2 separate regions of the Pan troglodytes genome follow, and region 2 is linked to region 1. The links are chromatin contacts, called in public capture Hi-C maps. All regions are on one chromosome and are shown on one strand. Each heading gives the region's core, a stretch centred on a gene start, on an enhancer-like site or on the middle of the called end of the contact. The rest is flanking DNA. Distances are from core to core; before and after follow the strand shown. Region 1 overlaps BACH2 (BTB domain and CNC homolog 2). Region 2 has its middle 110 kb from the start of MAP3K7.

Region 1 (6,137 bases), core at 2,497-4,996:
AGACATGTAGGTAGTTAATATACTTGAAAGGCTTTTGAGAGAAAAGTACTAAAAATTCTGAAGATGTATGTATCAGCTTCTCAAGCAGAGCCCTTTCCTTGGCAATAGAAATGGTGTTACTGTGGCTTACAGAAGGAATAAAGCTACAGAGTATGCCTTATCAGCATGGTTGATACAGCAGCAATGATAGTATTTCTACAGTCTTTAGTCTCTTTCATCTAAGTCCTTTACCAACCATCATGTAACAAGCTGAGATATGCTGACTGGGCTACTCAAAGCTGTACAGTAAGCTGGGATAAAAATCATACATGGAAACCAGACTTTTCGCCAAGGGGACGATACACTTCTGATTTCTCCTCCCTTCTTGTGCTTCTGCAATGGGCTCTGCCAATGGAGAACAGTTAATGCTGATGCAATGCAGGCACCATCTGTGCTCTGTGAGGATTTAAACAGCAGCCATTAACACAAAACCCCATATGTGAATTGGACAATGGCTGCCCTGAAGCTACAGGACTCTCAGATAGAACATACCACTCTGTAGCTTTTAGGGATGCAGAAATTGTTATGATCCAACACCCACGCCCCTGAATTGGAGCATGAAGTCAGGTTTGTCAGTCACCCACTTCCCCTCCCTGCTTCTTAACTGAGTTTGAATCTTTTCTATATGTTATTCCTGTCTGTCAAGGGAGGAAACGAAACGGGAGCCGATACCATCTATCAGCACAGCCATGGGTGCCATTTTTACCTGAAGCCATTGGGTTCTTGTCCTGAAGCTTCCCCCAGGACACCAGGGTTCCAGGCATATAAATGACATCGACAGTGACTGGGAGCAAGCCTTTGCTGGGAAGAGCAGTGTGTCCAGGACTTCAGGTTGCTGGGGCATGAAGGCAGGGTCCCATTTATTTTTAATTTTTGTAGAGTTAGGGGTCTCACTCTGTTGCTCAGGCTGGTCATGAACTTCTGGGCTCAAGCAATCCTCCTTCCTTGGCTTTCCAAAGTGCTAGGATTATAGGCCGGTAGGGTCCTATTTTTGACAATGGTGTCATCTCTGGCAGCAGCAGAGATGCTGAGGCAGGGGAGAAAGAAATTTCTAACAATGACTGGTTGGTTGTGTCCAGTTTCTGTGGGGCTGAAACACGCTTTTCACACCAACACAGGGGATGGTAAGAAAAGGAAGTAAGTCACAGGTGCTTCAGAATGGTACCTTGGAGGCTGTTCTGGGCCATCTATTTTGAACATGGCTTGGGACTGTTATGAAAGACCTCATTATTTATAGCTCGTAACTGGGAAAACACCTTTTCTCCTAGAAATAAAGATATCCAAACTTCCTGAAAATGAACCTTTGGTTTTTGACAAATACCAAGGCTCAAGAACACCAGGTGTTCTTGTTCTGGGTGAATCAAACTATTTCTGAGTATACCTTTAAGGATGTGAGTTAAAGCACCTACAGCATCCTGGGTGTTCCAGTATTTGGATGGAATTTTAGTCACTGAGGTTGCAAATCAGAAACCTAAGAAACCTTAAGGAAAAACAAGCCCTCCAGTTTCCTTGCACTATTAGAGCAAGAAATGTCTGGTTCATGGCAGGGAGGATTCATAGAGCTCATCCACAGTAGTTTAATGGCACCTTCCCAGAGAAGCGTAGCTTTGAAAACCTCAACTAAGCTAGCAGGTGTCTGGATGGCATCGTCATTTCTTTCTTTAACAAGCGTGGGAGGCCAGGGCTTAAGAATCTCTAGGTAGAGGCACCATTGTGGTAAAAATACAGAGACTCAAAGCAAAAGGGAAAACTAATACTGCTTTTATATCCCACTTCTGTGCTCATGAACTCTCCTCTCTGTTGATGCCATCTCTCCTCTCTCCTGCCCCTCCATGATCTCTCTGGATAGTCAATCAAAGGGAGGCTGGAGAGTCTCTGAGTTAATGCTTCTGACATGGACTATGTTTCAAGCAGCAACTCCCTGGTTTAGAAAGCAAACCTGATTCTCTTCTGCCCGGCCTTCCAAATTTCCCCCAAATCTACTCCCTTTTCAGTCTCATCTCCAGTTATCCTCTTGATCCTGACTCCTAGCCTTTTCTTTGACTTACTAGCATTTGCCCAAGCCATGACCACTGCCTAGATGCACTGCTGACTCTACTTCACCAATTCCAACTGTAAAATTCCAACATATGAAAACTGCGGAGGAGAGGGAAGATGGTATCCACCAATGTGGAATGAAAGGGCCAGGGGAAACCCTGGCAAAGGAGGTGGCAATTAAACTGGACCCTCCCTTCTATGACCTGGACAATAAGCACTTGCTTACAGACCATCAGTTTGGGCATTTAATCACAGGAGGGCTGTTTTGCATTGTTATCTGAATATTCCACTGGACCTGTCTTGATTAGAAATTCCTCAAAGTCAAGGACCAAGTCTTACACTTCTTACATGTCCTCTGCATAAATTCTAATAAAATCTGTTAAAAATCTGCATTGTGATGAAAGTGTATTTTTTTAAGAAGGCAATAACATTACATGTTTAGAAAGAATTAACAAAAGGCCATGTTTTCATGCTAGTTGGATGACAGTATTTAAGAAAAGTTAAATTGATAAAACATCATTAGATCACAGAAGGGCTAAAGCCATAAGTATTTTGTGTACATATGAGGCATTTTGCATAAATGTTACTAAATAATCAATGCAAAAAATTTACTTGAGCATTCACTGTGCTGGATGCTGAAGTGAACTTGGAAGAAGCAAAAAATGTAGTTTTAAAAATCTGTCTTGGGCTGGGCACAGTGGTTCACGCCTATAATCCCAGCACTTTGGGAGGCTGAGGCTGGCCAATCACTTGAGGTCAGGAATTCCAGACCAGCCTGACCAACATGGTGTAATCCCATCTCTACTAGAAATACAAACATTAGCTGGGTGTGGTGGCGTATGCCTGTATTCCCAGCTACTTGGGAGGCTGAGGCAGGAAGACTGCTTGAACCTGGGAGGCAGAGGTTGCAGTAAGCTGAGATTGTGCCATTGCACTCCAGCCTGGGTGACAGAATGAGACTCTGTCTCGAAAAATAATAAAAAAAGAATGTGTCTTAAAAATGTAGTCTTTTTGTTTTTTTTGAGACTGAGTTTCACTCTTGTTGCCCAGGCTGGAGTGCAATGGTGTGATCTTGGCTCACTGCAACCTCCTCCTCCTGGGTTCAAGTGATTCTCCTGCCTCAGCCTCCCGAGTAGCTGGGATAACAGGAATGTGTCACCACGCCCAGCTAATTTTTTTGTATTTTCAGTAGAGATGGGGTTTCTCCATGTTGGTCAGCTGATCTTGAACTCCTGACCTGAGGTGATCCGCCCATCTCGGCCTCCCAAAGTGCTGGGATTACAAGTGTGAGCCACCGTGCCCAGCAAAAATGTAGTCTTAAGAAGGTAAGAATTCCCGGAGGAACTCACAATGTATGACTGGTATATCAAATAGAATAATTGATGCTGACCTATCCATTGTTGAGACTCCTGGTGCAACAGAAGATGAGAGACAAGGGACGGATGTGGGCTGCCACCACTCTACCACTATGCTTGGATGGGAGCAGGTGGGGGACAGAGCGCACAGCACCAACAGGAGTCAGCCTTTGTCCTTCAAATATTGTGACCCTGACCTTGGCAGCCTCATGCTTTCTAGGAAAGGCTCTGCCATATGCACCTGGGATTAACACCCTTCTCTACCTGAGAAACCAGTGCCCTCCACCCCACCTAAATGAAACTTCAAACGGGGCTCATAAAAGGGAATGACATGACAGGAAGAGAAACGATCTGTTGGGAAGAGGCTGACAGTGCTCGGAAAACCATGGAGCAAAACAGATGGAAGAGGACACATATACCAGTCCTGCTGGAACTGCAGGATGGTGAGAAAAGCCTGCAAGCTGGCTTGGAAATGAAGGCTGGGTGAGTTGAGTGAGCAAAACTGGTTCATCCTTAACCTGCTAAGTTAGAGTAAGAGAATTTTAGATGGTGGGGGTTGGGGGATGACTGTCTTTTAGATCGGGTTGGAAAAAATAAAAATCCTCTTCTACACTAAAGTAGGAAAGACCACAGAGTTAGCAAAGAAGGCATTTCAGAAAGTCAAATGGGGAAAAAAGAAGAATGTTAGATAAATAGGTGAAATTATAAAGTGTCTAAAAGCAACTCCAACAGGAGAAAGAAGGTGGGCAGGGTCAGAGTTCGGAGGACGTGAAGGGCAACAGAGGCCCTGTGAAGTACAGGCCACCCTCGTGAGGAGTAAGGACAGTGCTGTCCTGCCACCTCAAGGTAGGGCCTGGCAGTGCCCTGTTCCCAGTTCTGTGCCCCGAAGTGAAGTGCCGCCGACAGGCTTTGATCATCTTTCCACCTCCTGACTCTTGGCGGGCAGAGCATACAGTCACAGACCAGATATTAGAACACTTTATCTAGCATATGGAAGGAACAGAATGTCAAAGGGGTTTATTACTGTACCTGACCAGATAATCAGGTAATTAGCACTATTAACAGAACAGATTGGGCACATTTATACATGCATTTGTATATCTCCGGGGAGGCACAGCTTCAAAAAAACATAGTATCAGGTGTTTTTTATTATAATGTTTGTGTGTATGTGTGTTTTTCTAAAGAACATTTTATTTCTCAGAAAGGATACCAGGCATGTTTCTTTTCTGCACTTGTACGGCCCTTTTTCACTTAGTCAAGCTGGACTGCAAACAATGAAGAAGGAAATTTGTTTCTGGCCCCCCCAGATCTTACAACAAGCACTGCCGAGCTGGCTGGCTTCTTTGTTCATATGCCCAGGCCCCCACCTGGGTGGTGCACAATTCTAGGAATATGCTCTGGCTGAAAGACAGAAAAGACCAGGAGAGGGAGCACAAGAACACAAGATATTTCTATATCTGGGTCGCAGGGAAAGTCACAGAAAGAGAGCGAGGCAAAGAGAAGCAAATGCCTCAAAAAATATATGCGGGATCTTAACGGTGTATTTTTTAGGTGCAATAAAAAGGGAATTTGGAATTTATGGTTTGCTCATCACATAGAATACATTTTTAGCAACTTATATTTAATGCAGAATAAAGGCTATTTTATTTATTAGTTTGTCCTGAATGATATCATTTCTTTATGAACTGCCAAATCTGTCAGCAATTATTAACACTCCACAGCTAGCTGCCTTCCCCTAGGTGTTTCAGTTCACCTTTGCCACACAGTAACATGGGAACAACTGCGTCAGATGACAAGCATGCAGCCCCAGGCACAGATCAGTGAGTTTCAGTGACACTACAGCACTTAGCTGGATTAAGTTTATAGGCTGAGAACAAGGTAATGACACCAGGCATTCTCCTCCACAGGAATTCACAATATGGGATGTCACTGGTGGGCACCTTTTCAATATAAGATACAAATCACCTTATCCCTTTAACGAATGCATACTGACCACTTTGCGTGGTTCTATTGTGTCTTAGGTGCTGGGGGCATAAAACAATGAATATGAAGGAAACGGTACTTGGTCTGAGAGGTTCTAGGCTGTTGGGACAGAGACAAGTCAACAGGTAATCACAACACAGCCATGATAAGAACTGTCAGTACGGTTCTTACTTACAGGGTGTATAAGTCCATTTTCATGCTGCTGATAAAGACATACCTGAGACTGGGTAATTTATAAAGAAAAAGAGGTTTAAGGGACTCACAGTTCCACATGGCTGGGGAGGCCTCAGTCATGGTGGAAGATGAAGGAAGAGCAAAGGGACATCTTACATGGCCGCTGGCAAAGAGAGAATGAGAGCCAAGCGAACAGGGAAACCCCTTATAAAACCATCAGATCTCATGAGACTTATTCACTACCAGGAGAACAGTATGGGGGAAACCGCCCCCGTGATTCAGTTTATCTCCCACCGGGTCCCTCCCACAACACATGGGAATTATGGGAGCTAAAATTCAAGATGAGATGTGGGTGGGGACACAGCCAAACCATGTCACAGGGGAAGTACAGCTGCTGGCGGAAGGGCATCTAACTGAGGAGGTGACAAATGAGCTGCAGCCTGAGGGAGGATTAGTTAGGTTTTGGGTGGGAGCTGGTGTTCCAGATGGAAGAAATGAAATGTGCAAAGACCTAAGAGAGAACATAGCATGCAGTGTGGTGTGGCAGGA
Region 2 (5,908 bases), core at 219-2,718, 520 kb after region 1:
ATTTTGCCAGGGGACATCATTAGATATAAATCAACTTCCACTCCTCCCTAAGAGAAACATTTTAGTCATGAAGAAATAGGAAGGACAGAATCTCAAAACAAGAAATTATCTTGTAAATCTCAAAGTAGCTTTATGAAAAACTTACCACATTGTTCTTTTGTGCCCATTTTGATGCAGACCAGTGAAAGAATCATCATGAACAAGCATTTGGGAAATAAACCTAGAGGAAGATTTATAATTCCAGGTTGTGTTTCCATGAGTGAAATTAAGATAATCGATCTTGCACTATGTTATCTTCAAAATGAATCTAAGAGCTAAGTAAAGTTTCAGTCCAGAGGCACAAAGAAGAAACAGGGGTTGGCATTTGATAAAACTCATGCTATGGTCTGAATGTCCCCCAAATTCATGTGTTGAAACAATCTGCACTGCATTGTCTTAAGAGATGGGGCCTTTGGGAAGTGGTTAAGTAGTGAGAGCTCCACCCTCATGAAGGGTTTAGTGCCTTATAAGAGGGTTGGAAGGAGCCAGCTTAGACTCCTCTGTTGCTCTTCCACCAGGTGACAACACCTAGATGGCCTCATCTATGAGGAAGGAATGAGCCTTCATCAGACACTGAACCTGCCAGCACCTTGATCTTGGACTTCCCAACCTCCAGAACTGGGAGAAATAAATTCCTTTTCTTTATAAATTACCCAGTCTCAGGTATTTTGTTATAGCAGCCGAAATGGACTAGGACACTCACTAAGATGAGGCAAGCACACAGCAATCGCTGCATATGTACTGGGTGTGTTGCTGAGCCACCGCTCCCTCCGCTTCATCTGGGCCATCTCAGCCTTCTGTTTGTCAGGAACAAAACTGATGATTGCTAAGCCTCCTTGGCCCTAGGGATGGGGCTGTTGAGCTGAACCTCCACTGAACCAGGCCTGTAGGAACTGCATTCAGGTCCCAGGCTGGTGGGGAGGGTCAGCTCAGGCTCTCCCTACTGCCATCTTGCTTGACCTCACCAAAGAATTCTGAACCAGAACATGGGTGTGCAACCTTCTGTGGCAGAGATGGGAGAAGTGAGATGCTATGCCCTGTTAAACAATGTGCTAAACACTAATATCACGAGTCAAATTCTAACTTTCAATTAGAAAGCCCAGATTTCAAATTCTGGGGCTTGGGCAAGTCACTTCACCTTTCTAATATTCAGCCTTCTTGTTTGAAAATAGGGCCATTCGTAACACCTACCTCTCATAGCCATTGTGAGATTAAATGAGGTAATCTACATAAAGTATATAATGTAGCACTTAACTGTGTGTTCAATGTGCATTAACTAATATTAATAACATTGGTGCAGGGTGCTCCTTTCTAGAGGCAAGCAGGCTGGATGATCCTAAAAGATGCTTTGAGATGCGTGCTAAACATCATGTTTTGGAAGAAATTTGCTGCCAGTAAATCCCTACCTCTGAGTCTCTGGTTTCGTTTTAACAGCTCGTACTCTACAGGTGGTCACAACGCGGAAGGGATTAGAGTGTTTGCAGCCTGGGGAGTTGCTTCTGTAGTTGAGGAGATCTGGAGAGTCGCCTTCTGGATCGAGTGGCCCTGCTTATTCATAAGGATGGAAATGACTTGGTATTTAAACAGTGGGGAGTCCAGTTAAGCTCTCCTCTCATTGACTATATTCAAGATCCCATAGTAGGTATCTCCCCAGCAAAACTACACAGCCTCTGGTGAGGCTGGAGAGCACAGAGAAAACTCCAGATTACCAAACACACTGACAGTGACACCACACACTGGAGCTGTGCGGTGACTCACCCTGCCTGGGTAGGAAAACTCTCCCGTCACTGCTGTGAGCAGGCAACGTTAAGGGGTCCTTGGAAGGCTGTGCTTGTACTGCCATCTAGTGGTTTAAAAAAGTAAGGCTCGCTTTGGGAAGGGTCCTGGATCCCGTAGTCCGAGCTGTGCAGTCAATCACTAAGCACTAGCATCTTCCTCATGAAAATTTAGTAAGATGAATATTTTATTGAACACTTGGCATGCTAATTTCCTAATTTAATTTCATCATTCCCCCCACAAAGCACTGAAAAGTTTGTGTGAGAGTCAAAATAGAGTGAAGAGCGCCAGCCTAGGAGTTCGAAGGCTCCTTTGAGTGACAACTCCCAATATAACTTGGAGGAAGTGGCTTAAACCTTCTGTTTTCTCTAGGAAAAAAATGGAAGTTAATTCCCCAAGTGTACCTCTCAGTAAATGGCTGGGAGGTTGAAATGTGGAGCCACTTGTTCTCCTCTTTCTAACATGCTGCTTCCCTGGCCCCATGTTCTCTGGCTTCTAAGCACACGTTCTTTGCATTTCTTTTTAATTTCTGAATTTCAGGGAAGTAGTCTTTATCTATGGAGACCCTTTGGTTTCGGAATGTGGGTTTTTCCCTTGAATCAACTGCCCCAAGAATATCAAACAATGCTTACATGGGCCTGTTCTCTGTGGGTGCTTTTCTCCTTGACATAGCAACAGTTACACCAGCTCTACCCCAAAATGTGCCAAGCTCTTGATACACAAAATTTGGGTGTTGTGTTGAAGTGATAGGTTCAAGATCCTAAGGGTCAATAGTCTGTAAACCTACTGTTAGGGAATTTTAAACTTCTCCAGTGTGGTGTGTGAGCGCAAAGGAGCATAGGACAGGAACTCCAAAGACCTTGGTCTACTCTCCAAGTAGACCTTTGATTCTGGGCTCCTCACTTAACATCAGCACCTTCATCTGTAAAATGGGACTATATAATAAGAACTTGTCAGGATTGCTAAGGCGATCCAGTGAGGTAATGTTTGAGACAGTTATGTGTAAAGCAGAGAGGCCTGTACTGGTGTTAGTTACTGTCTTTACGATTGTTTCCTCATTTGGCACCTCTTCTATAGCAATTACGGTACTGGATTTGGGGTAACCACCACTACCTCAGGTTTACTAGGTGTATGTGTTTTTCCCTTCCAGATTTACTGTATTTAAACAATTGATGGATCCACCTACTGTCCTTATTTGAAGATGATGTAGTCACAGCCTATGTGGTTTTGTGAGCCAGCAAAGAATAGTTTAATGGTTCAATTAGCTCCTTGAGGAGATACATGGTGGTTGAGATATGCCAAATAAGCAGCATGCAACCTCTGTGGGGAGAAAAGAAGTCAGCCGACTTCTTGTGAAGACACAGCTTCCTGCAGAGCCAGATGTAGCTCGCGTTTTCCTCTTGCTTGTTCCCAATAGCAGTGCTCAGGGGGGATAAACTTTACTTAACCTAATTAATTTTAATCACAGCTTTCAAATCTCATACTGTGAAAAGAATTACAAATTGGAATACATTAATAGAAGCCATAGTTTATGCTGCAAGCTAATCATGAAATGTGCATTTACATTTTCTGCATGAGTTTGCAATTACCATTAAAATAAAATTCCGTTATATCCTTTTAAATTACCAAAATGTGAAGAGCAGATTGAGCCAGGCCCATTTTTGTGCTACGTTACTAGAGGAGTGTCTAAATTCCCAAGAATTAGATGGCTTCCTCCATCTGAGTTGCAGTGAGGAATGATTTCCAGTTGTCTGCTTTGGGCAATTTCCGTTTTTAAATAAAAATCTTTTAAACTGATTGTACAAATGTCTCACCCGCTTTAACAAGTAGCCCTTTAAATTTAGTACAGAGAAGAAATTTCATGTGTATGTAAAAATTATGTGTGTGTATACATACGTATATCTACATATGAATGATATATGCATGTAATTTTTCATTTAAGTTCCATGTAAATTTTCATGGAGGTATACATGGAAGTAAATGCCAGCTGGTTCCTCAGAGGATCTGAGGCATTTAGAGGAAACACGGAGGGTATAAAAATAAAATTTTAATAAAGAATTAGCTCCCAAATTAGAATAGAATGGCGAGACGTCTGCAGAGTCAGCATGACTTCTATGTGTGGAGGACTTGGCAGTTTTGCCCCTCTTTCACACGCGTCATCTTGCTCGGTCCTCGCAGCAATGATCCTGAGGTGGGCAGCACAGGTGTGATTTGATTGTCTCCATTTTACAGATGAGGAGACTGAGAGCACATCAGTGAGGAGCAGAGTGGGTCTGTCAACTCCAGGCGGAGACTCTTTCGGCAGGGAGGCTCCCTCCATCTAGAGACACAATTTTTAAACTATCAGAACTCAGTAAGGAGGGACAAGTAGGGATAAGCAGTGACTGACCACCTGTTAACATCATCCTGATACCTAAATAAAAGTGATGTAAAACACCATGGGGTGAATGTGCCTTCATAATAAGTTATGCGGCTTTGGCTGGTTTGTTTGGCCACCTCGCTGGACTTACTCAGACTTTGGATTTTCAGAAATATTTTATATACAATTATGCCTGAGAATGTTCCTAGCATACTGCTGACTGGTTGTTAAGCATGTGCAGAAATAGCATCCCACAACAACAATGTGAGGAAGGGAAGGTAATATCTTTTCCTCACTCGTGGAATGAGGGCCTTCGGACCTACTTCAGAGGAAGGTCAGATAATTCTTTCATGGCCTGCTTCAGGGGAGAATGGCAGGAAAAGGTCAAAGAGACCTTCCTGCTTCTGTTTTCTTAAATGCTGAGGTGCTATGTATTGCAGTAGCATGTCTTGAGGCTCATGATCATCAACAACAACCACCACAACAACAATAATAGTAAATAGCAGCTACCAAGTGTTGATTGCTTACTATGTTCTAGACACCTTGTCATGTGATAGTCTTTCCCATTTAGTTCTCTGTTGATATGGTTTGACTCTGTGTCCCCACCCAAATCTCACCTTGAATTGTAATCCCCATAGGATCACCACATGTTTAGGGAGAAACCTGGTGGGGAATGATTGGATTATGGGGAGAGTTTCCCCATGGGCCTCGCTGGTGATAGTGAGTGAGTTCTCACGAGATCTGATGATTTCATAAGAGGCTCTTCCCCTTTCACTCATTTGCTGTCTCTCTTGCCTGCCACCATGTAAGATGTGACTTTGCTTCTCTCTCACCTTCCACTATGATTGTAAGTTTCCTGAGGCCTCCCCAGCCATGCGGAACTATGAGTCAATTAAACCTCTTTCCTTTATAAATTACCCAGTCTTGGGTATGTCTTTATAGCAGTGTGATAATGAACTAATACATCTATCTTCTTTTATCTCAGGTAAATATTCCATTTCTGCCAAGATGCCCACCAACCAGTGCATGCCAAGACTGTGAGGCACCATGAATCCCTGGCTGGCTCACATGAAGGCAAATCCCCTTCAGGACCAGGAAGGCCCAGGCCACTTTGTCCAAAGGTGGTCCAGATCCAGATACTCAGGTCTTCTTTAGATGTCACCTTCTCTTGACCTGCTTTCTCTTGGCCTAGCACCTCTTTCAGTCACCACTGATAACACTTGCTTTCAGATTCAGATATCTAAAGACCCTCCCCTAGGGCATAATGTCCTGTCTCATCCATCTTTATGAAGATAGTGCACAGTGGGGGTGGGGGGTACCTGAAAGACCTGGGCTTTCAGATTGTGCAGACCTGGGTGTGAGCTGGGCTCCACTGTGTGCCAGCTGAGATTGAATGATTTGCTGAACTGCTCTGCACTTCAAGTTTCTCATCTGTTAGCAGGGATTTAAAATCTGTTTTGCAAGGATGTTGTGTGGAGATGAAATGTGACATCTATGTGATGCATGCAAACAGTCCCTGGCACATAATCATTGCTTGATGCCGTGACTCAGAGGCTCTGCCTGGGCCCTTGCCCAAGCTCTTCCATCCTTTTTATGTCCCTTAGTATCTTTCTTAGCGCCTATCATAGGAGATATCTGGGCAAGCACCAGCCCCATTCCACAATTTCTACCTCCTTTCTCCCCACTTTCACCCTCCAATTCTGGGTCTGTGGACTTAAGTTACATACTAGTCAG

Evidence for each region. Capture Hi-C pulls out chosen DNA fragments and counts their contacts.
Region 2: a contact with region 1 is called in a capture Hi-C map of stem cell-derived neural stem cells, with 7 times the contacts expected there. The contact joins two enhancer-like sites. A contact is called at or near these places in 1 of 7 Hi-C or Micro-C datasets (stem cell-derived neural progenitor cells) and 1 of 1 other capture datasets (stem cell-derived neural stem cells).

Annotation. Positions count from the first base shown.
Region 1 is chr5:101,964,300-101,970,436 of NHGRI_mPanTro3-v2.0_pri, forward strand. All of the region lies in intron 4 of BACH2 (BTB domain and CNC homolog 2), which reads right to left. Among named protein-coding and RNA genes, the nearest start is that of GJA10, 80 kb to the left of the region's middle. Within about 2 kb of position 3,747, at least 6 of the 24 cell types and tissues checked have an H3K27ac peak or open chromatin away from gene starts, as enhancers often do. A contact at or near this core is called in stem cell-derived neural stem cells, where this site is marked.
Region 2 is chr5:102,482,528-102,488,435 of NHGRI_mPanTro3-v2.0_pri, forward strand. No RefSeq gene overlaps it. Among named protein-coding and RNA genes, the nearest start is that of MAP3K7, 110 kb to the right of the region's middle. Within about 2 kb of position 1,469, at least 19 of the 24 cell types and tissues checked have an H3K27ac peak or open chromatin away from gene starts, as enhancers often do. A contact at or near this core is called in stem cell-derived neural stem cells, where this site is marked.